2 separate regions of the Sus scrofa genome follow, and region 2 is linked to region 1. The links are chromatin contacts, called in public HiChIP or PLAC-seq maps. All regions are on one chromosome and are shown on one strand. Each heading gives the region's core, a stretch centred on a gene start, on an enhancer-like site or on the middle of the called end of the contact. The rest is flanking DNA. Distances are from core to core; before and after follow the strand shown. Region 1 overlaps SRGAP2 (SLIT-ROBO Rho GTPase-activating protein 2). Region 2 overlaps SRGAP2 (SLIT-ROBO Rho GTPase-activating protein 2).

Region 1 (3,572 bases), core at 466-2,965:
GGTCACTTCTGTGGTGTGGGTTCACTCCCTAGGCCAGAAACCTGTGCATGCCATGGGTATGGCCAAAAAAATAACCTCAAAAAACAAAAACAAAAAAACAAAAGAGGTGGGTACCATTATTAATGAACTTTTACACGTGGAAACATTGAAGCACAGAGAAGTTAAGTACTTTTCCCAGGGTCACACAGCTAGTAAGTAATGGAGCTGGCGTTTTGAGCCCAGGTAGTCTGTTTCCAGTTATAGACCATCTGTTTTCCACTTATTGACAAGGATCAATAGTGATCACAGGTGCCATTCATTAAATACTATTTAATTTTTAAAAAAGTATTTTTTGTGCCAAGGAAGCTCATAGAAAGTTGAGTGGAACTCAGATTTTGCTCTGCCACCTCTAGTTGATAGCTCTCTAGGTGGGCATGGACTTTTTGCTTATGTTTCCTTCAAGAAGAAGTGATATAAAGGTTTTTTCCCACTCCACTCCAACACAAATACTTAAACATTCAGAGATAAAGCAGTGAGAATGAGGACTTGTGTTGGAGAAGTTGGAGAAATTCAGGGATCTTTTTTGTTACCCAATCAGTATTGCCAACTTCATCCTAGAACTATGGGACTTCAGTATAAAAGGCAACCAAATGACTCCCTATTGCAGCTGAATTTTTAAAAATGTAGGAGAGTGGTTAAGAGCACGGATTTTGGAATTAAACACATCTAGATTTCGATCCTGTTGTGATCTGTAACTATCTGAGTGACTTCAGGCAGTTAATGAGCTCTCTCAACCTCGGTGGCCACCATCTGCGCAGTGGGAAGAATTATGGTTGACTTATAATGGAATCTGACTGGATACCCAGCATATAATAAACACTTTATCTGCATTATCTCTTCTACTCTTTATAACAATCCACTGGGGTGGCTGCTCTTACAAACTCCATTTTATAAGTAATGGAACAGACTTAGAGAGATTAAGTATCTTATTCAAGGATATACAGCTAGCATGTGGCAGAGCTAGAATTAAAGCCAGGTCTTTCCGAATGCAAAGTCTGTGCTGTTAACCACTCTGCTTTACTGCAAACTTATCCCACTGGGACTTTTCGAGGATTACGTAAGATAATATACTTTTATACGTGAATGTTGTCTCAACTTCCTATGAGTCACATAGAAAGTATTTAGTAAATGGCATCTGTGATCACTATTGATTGTATATGAAACACCTGCCCGTAGCTTTTGTAGAGACAGCTTACCTTTCCACGGAGGACAAAATGTAGCCAACTAAACCAGTTCTCATAACCAACCAAATCACTTCACAAATGCATTGAGTTCTTGAAATAGCATTAGCTCGTCTCCAGGCTTTACCAAGTGGCTACTTTCACTGGGGAATAAATTTCATCGAGGAAAAGATGATCTCTCCAGCATTTGGAACAGTGCCTGGCACATGGTAAGTGTCTTAGTCGGGTTCGCTAGGAAAAGAGAGCTCTTGAGGCAAAAGCTTGCGCTTGATTTGTGCGAGCCATCGCCAGGAAGCAGGAATGGGGGGAAAGGGAAGTGAGAAAAAGAGGTAAGGAGAGATCTAAGGGCTGCTTATAGGTTGCCCACAGCTTCAAGAGAGGCTGACTCTTTGGTTTTGTGGGACATCGTCAGAGAAAATATGTGAAACCACTACATCTCTGAACAGTCCGCTGGGGGAAGGAAGGGGAAGATTTCATTTGCCAGCTCCCATCTCCTATTAGTCAGGGTTGACATCATGGAGCTTCAACTTCCCTTATGCGTCTTCATAGCATGGCTGGTGACTGAGCAGATCCCTCCAAATCTCACGCCTTAGTGGCAGTAGGGAAACCCCGGGGTGGGACTGGAGAGACGTGCACAGGTACAAGGCGAGACACTGTCAGGCCAGCCCTCCCAACAACTGAAGGACGGGGACAGCCATTGCAACTGGAGCGGTATGGGCTGACCCAGCCCGCCAGCCAGACACTTGTATTCATCTTGAGTGATGTGTAGCCAACTCTCAACTGTGATAGGCTCTTTGCCAAGGTGAGCAAACTCTTTGCCCCACTATCATTAAGTAATTTGCAGTTACACCTTTGTGTAAGTGCAAAGATGTGCACCTTTGTATATCTTTTTTCATTCTCAGTCTACTTCCTGTCTCCTCTTTTGCTTTCCACCTAAATGGGGGTGGCCCCAGGCTTAGGTCTACTCTTTCATGCTACGTGCTTTCTTTAGGCAGCTGCATGCACTTTCTTTCTTTTCTGTCTTTTATTTTGTTTTATTTTATTTTTGTGTGTGTGCTTTTTAGGGCCGCACCAGCGGCATATGGAGGTTCCCAGGCTAGGGGTCGAATCGGAGCTACAGCTGCCGGCCTATGCCACAGCCACAGCAATGCCAGATCCCTAACCCACTGAGCGAAGCCAGGGGTCGAACCCTCAACCTCATGGTTCCTAGTCAGATTCATTTCCGCTGTACCATGACAGGAACGCCTTCTTTCCTTCTCTTTCTTTTTCTTTTTGTCTTTTCAGGGCTGCACACACAGTATTGGAAGTTCCCAGGCTAGGTATCGAATCAAAGCTGCAGCTGCTGGCCTGCCACACAGCCACAGCAACGCAGGATTCAAGCTGCATCTGCAGCCTACACCATAGCTCACGGCAAAGCTGGATCCTTTAACCCACTGAGCAAAGCCAGGGATCAAACCCGAGTCCACATGGATACTAGTCATGTTCGTTACTGCTGCACCGTAACAGGAACTCCTTGCATGTACTTTCATGGCTAACTCCATACTCCTGTCTAGCTGCTGATGGCTCACAGATGTCTTCTTCCAGACTTGACCTCTCCTAAGAACTCCAGACTGGAGAACAAAACTGCATTTTTCCAACAGGAAGTTCCCTTTAAAGTCCAGATGAATCTCATGACCCTCTATAGTCATCTTCGTTTGTCTCTTTTCCTGACAGCTCGTAGGGGCTTGGTTCAGACTGGTGGAACTCAACTTGTGCCAGTGCCATATCCCAAGCTGGGTCCTACACAAAATGAAGTCAGTCCTCCAGTGCCAGCTCTCTAGGGATTTAGGATCTGGTTTTTAATATTGATCTGGTTTATTTGCCATTTCGTTGTGCTGGAGCCTTGAGCAATGTAGTTTGCCACGGTCCATTACCACGGTGGACATGTTTAAATTGACATTTGGTCTTTTCAGGAGTGGATTGGTAGGGAAATCCTTGGGTTTTTGACTCTCCTTATGCTGCCCTTCTGCTTTTCAAGACTCTCCCCTTGCTTTGGCCAGTTTATAGAGCCCTTTGGACCTCTGTATCTGACCTGCTCGTAGAACTCGGGGGCTCTCTCTTGCCCGCTCTTTCTCTCCATCGTCTTCGGAGTAAACCTTCACATCACTGTGTTCTACTCACATATCCTCCTGAGCTGGATCAGCCCATTCCTGCCCCCTCATCTTTGAGGAGTCATCACAACCTTCTTCCTTCACTACCGTAACATCTCTACATCCTCAGACTAACTCAGGCCAACCCTGCTTTACATGGATGGCCTCTCTGAGCGTGGCCATGGCCTGGGAGCATGAATTTGGCCCTTAGCACACACAGTCC
Region 2 (3,486 bases), core at 123-2,622, 170 kb after region 1:
ATTATTCTTCCCTATGAGTCCCTTTGCAGATTCCCACTTCTGTCCAGCAGGCTGGTAACTCTGCCCCCACCCCCAGCTTTCACTGTGGCTGTTAGCAACATCCTGGGGTTTTCACTCCACCCACACCCGATCTGGCCGTCTAGAGGGATTCCACGCCTGTGCTGCTGCCTCCCCTAGAGACATTCAGGTTACTGGAGAGCTAATCTCATCTCAAGGGGCCAGACACCAAGTCCCAAAGCCTACAGACCTCTTTCCGCCAGACCCTGAAACTTGGCCCAGTGCCAGCAGGATGACAAGCCCCAGGGTGCTCCCGATGCATATGGATTGGAGATGATGTACAGTTTTTAATTCCCCTCTGGCTCTGGAGGAATGAAATGATTTGCACATTGAAAACCTGTTAACCGTAGCCTCTGGACACTGAAACTGGAAGGAGAATAAAGGATGCTTGTTGTTTTTAAACTGCACCAGGTCGCCCAGATCTCTTGGCTTTTTTCCAACCAGACGGTAGCTGGGGGAGTGGTTGGGGCACGTGGCTCTTTTCCTTCTCTCTCACCCTCTAGTCTGTAGAGTAGCTGATTCAGCTGGCGCAGCGTAGTTGTAATTTAAGGCAGACCGGTAAAAAAAAAAAAAGATTGAGGGTTTTCTTTCTTCCCCCCCAGCACAGTGCCCCGTTGGGAGGGCAAGCTCATAAAAAGTTAACTGCAGGCTCATCACATCTTCTTCCTTATTTGCAAGTCTATGTTAATTATAAGCCTGTAATCATCAGGTCGTAAGCCTGTAATTAACCCAGAAACCAAAGGCGAGGTCAGTGGAGGGAGCGTGAGCCATCATAGGTTTGTTGCCATTTGTGCAAAAGAATCATAGCGAGTCATGGCTGGAAGAGTCAGAAGATGAACAGGTGGTAGCAAGTCAAGGCAGACCCCATAAACTCCCTGCTTGGTGGGGTCTTGGAGGACATGGTCTGCCCCGGACACCAGCTGGTCGGTGGGTGAGCGACAGCCCCCAGGCATGTCCTGCCGTTAAGACTGCCTTCCAGCCGCAGCTCCCAAACTCCCTCTCTTTCCTGAACGCCCTGGGTCCTCTCCCTCCTGGATCTTCACATCTGTCTCCTCACCTGGTTAGCTCCTCTTCCTTTAAGACTCCATCCGAAGATTTACTTCTTTGGGGAAACCTTTCTGACACCCCCCACGTTCCTCCACGCTGGGTTAGGTGCCCGAGACAGTCTCGGGACTCAGGCCGCACTCGGATCCCGCACCAGGCTGAGCTCCCTGAACCCTGGAATTCTGTCTTCCTCCCTACACGTCCCCGGGGCTGGGCGCACACCAGCCATTCCATGAGCCTGCCTTCTCAGCAGTTCGGGCCTCGTGAGTCAGCCTTCCTCAAGTGGAAAAAGGAAATCAGCAAAGAGTTATTAGGGTGTGGCCTTTCGACTCAGTTCCACACATGTATTGAGCACCTACTGTTGTGCCGAGTATTATTATTCAGAGACAAATAGGATGATCCCTGGCCTCGGCGCTCACAGTCAGGCAAGGTGAATACCAGATAGACAGGTGATTCAGAGTTCCCGTTGTGGCTCAGTGGTTAACGAATCCGACTAGGAACCATAAGGTGGCGTGTTCGATCTCTGGCCTTGCTCAGTGGGTTAAGGATCTGCATTGTCATGAGCTGTGGTGTAGATCGCAGACACGACTCGGATCTGGCGTTGCTGTGGCTGTGGCGTAGGCCGGTGGCTACAGCTCTGATTCAAACCCCTAGCCTGGGAACCTCCATATGCTGCGGGGGCGGCCCTAGAAAAGACAAAAAAAAGACAGGTGACTAAAAAGGGGTCTCTAGAGACACTGAAGGAATGGGGGTGAACAAGGCTGCCTGCCTAGGAGGATGGGTGCCAGGAAGACTTTGTAGAGGAAGAAAAGTCGTTTCAGCTGGGCTGTATAAGACTCTGAGAGCATCCTTTATCCACTGGAGAGTGGGTGACGGCCAAGGCTAAAGCAGCCGAGCAGGCAGCTTCAGGGCGTGGCTACTTTGTGCCATCCCAGACCTGGCCCCAGGGGTATATGCTAAGAAAGCCCTCCCCAGGGAACAGGACTTCGAAGGACATTGGCCCTGCCACAAGGCTGGTATCCTATCTTCAGGTCTTACTCCTTTCCTTCTGAACCCCCACCTCGGCCTCAGGGGCCCTTAGCAGATTCAAGATCAGAGCTGTCCAGCGGCCATCCCAAACCCAAAGTTTCGCTGCCTCTTAAATTAGGCCCTTTAGGATCTGATGTCAAGAGATAATGAAATGATTCGGCAGCAGACAACGCCCATAGGAATAGGATTCTGCCCAACCATTTCGTCTGAGAGCCTTCGTGGTCTGAAACACACTGACTCAGAGTCCGGGTTCGGCCCAGTGCTGGGTGACTTAGGGTCACATAGATGTATTTCCCCAAAATGCACAAACCTGGCCCAGATGCTGCAGCCCTGCAGCCTCTTGAAAGATATTCTGTTCCATGTCTGCAGAATAAGCGACAACTGCCTCTTGCCAAAGCCCAAACGAATTAGTCTTGTCAGTGGACTTAGAAGCATGCTAAAATTTGGAACCGTCAACTCTCCTCTTACCAGCAATTCCGCACCTCCTTGGTGATGGGGAGACTTTTTCTCCTCCTGGGGCCTGGTTTCTGTCCCGAGCAGGTAATGGAAGGTGCCTTTTCACCAGTCTGTCTCCCATTAGAAACTTGAGCTTAATCAGACATTTTTCCTGACAGCACCTTACATGTTGAGGACTCAAAGCCCACGACCACCAAGTAAGTATCCATGGCTCCTTTGCCCAGGTCGGGGTGGGAGGGGAACAGAGACGTGGAGGAAGCACGGGAAGGTGAAACAGGAGAGAATGAGAACGTGCTCTGTGTCCTCTCCTTCCAGGCGTCCCTGGGGGCCAACATCTGTCCCCTCCACCCCCACCCCACCCCACCCCGTCATCTGAGCTGCCTCAGAGCCAGGGCTCCCCCATCACCCTGCCCCTCTCTGTTTGTCATTAAAGGCAAAGGAAGCGGCCCGAATCTGGGAGCATCCGGAAAACCTTTCGGAGTGACAGCCATGGGCTGAGCAGTCCCCTGACTGATCCCGCCTCCCCGGGGGTGGGGGCTAGCTGCCGCCCATCTTCCCAGCCTGTCCTGAGCCAGAGCCTCCCAAAGGAAGGGCCCGATAAGTGTTCCATCAGTGGGCATGGGAGCCTTAACTCCATCAGCCGCCACTCATCCCTGAAGAATCGGCTGGACAATCCACAGATCCGGAAGACAGTGACAGCAGGAAGGTCAAAAAGCTTCAATAACCACCGGCCCATGGACCCGGAGGTCATTGCGCAGGTAACTGGGGGCTCTTGGACAAACAGCTACCGTGGGTCTATGCTTGACACGGATTATAAGCGGACTTGAAATAGAACGGTGCTATATGTACAGTATACACTGAGTTCAGGGACCACTGGACATCTGGACCTGGAGTCTCCCC

Evidence for each region. HiChIP or PLAC-seq counts read pairs in DNA pulled down with a chosen protein or histone mark.
Region 2: an H3K27ac HiChIP or PLAC-seq map of alveolar macrophages shows a contact between it and region 1. The contact joins two enhancer-like sites. A contact is called at or near these places in 2 of 2 datasets of contacts at active chromatin or transcription factors (alveolar macrophages and skeletal muscle).

What each region holds. Positions count from the first base shown.
Region 1 is chr9:66,933,851-66,937,422 of Sscrofa11.1, forward strand. The region is part of intron 2 of SRGAP2 (SLIT-ROBO Rho GTPase-activating protein 2); the gene reads left to right. Among named protein-coding and RNA genes, the nearest start is that of FAM72A, 96 kb to the left of the region's middle. Within about 2 kb of position 1,716, at least 6 of the 83 cell types and tissues checked have an H3K27ac peak or open chromatin away from gene starts, as enhancers often do. A contact at or near this core is called in alveolar macrophages, where this site is marked.
Region 2 is chr9:67,108,274-67,111,759 of Sscrofa11.1, forward strand. SRGAP2 (SLIT-ROBO Rho GTPase-activating protein 2) reads left to right here. Exons shown (of 23, transcript XR_002335789.1): 22 at 3,020-3,344. Among named protein-coding and RNA genes, the nearest start is that of IKBKE, 13 kb to the right of the region's middle. Within about 2 kb of position 1,373, at least 7 of the 83 cell types and tissues checked have an H3K27ac peak or open chromatin away from gene starts, as enhancers often do. A contact at or near this core is called in alveolar macrophages, where this site is marked.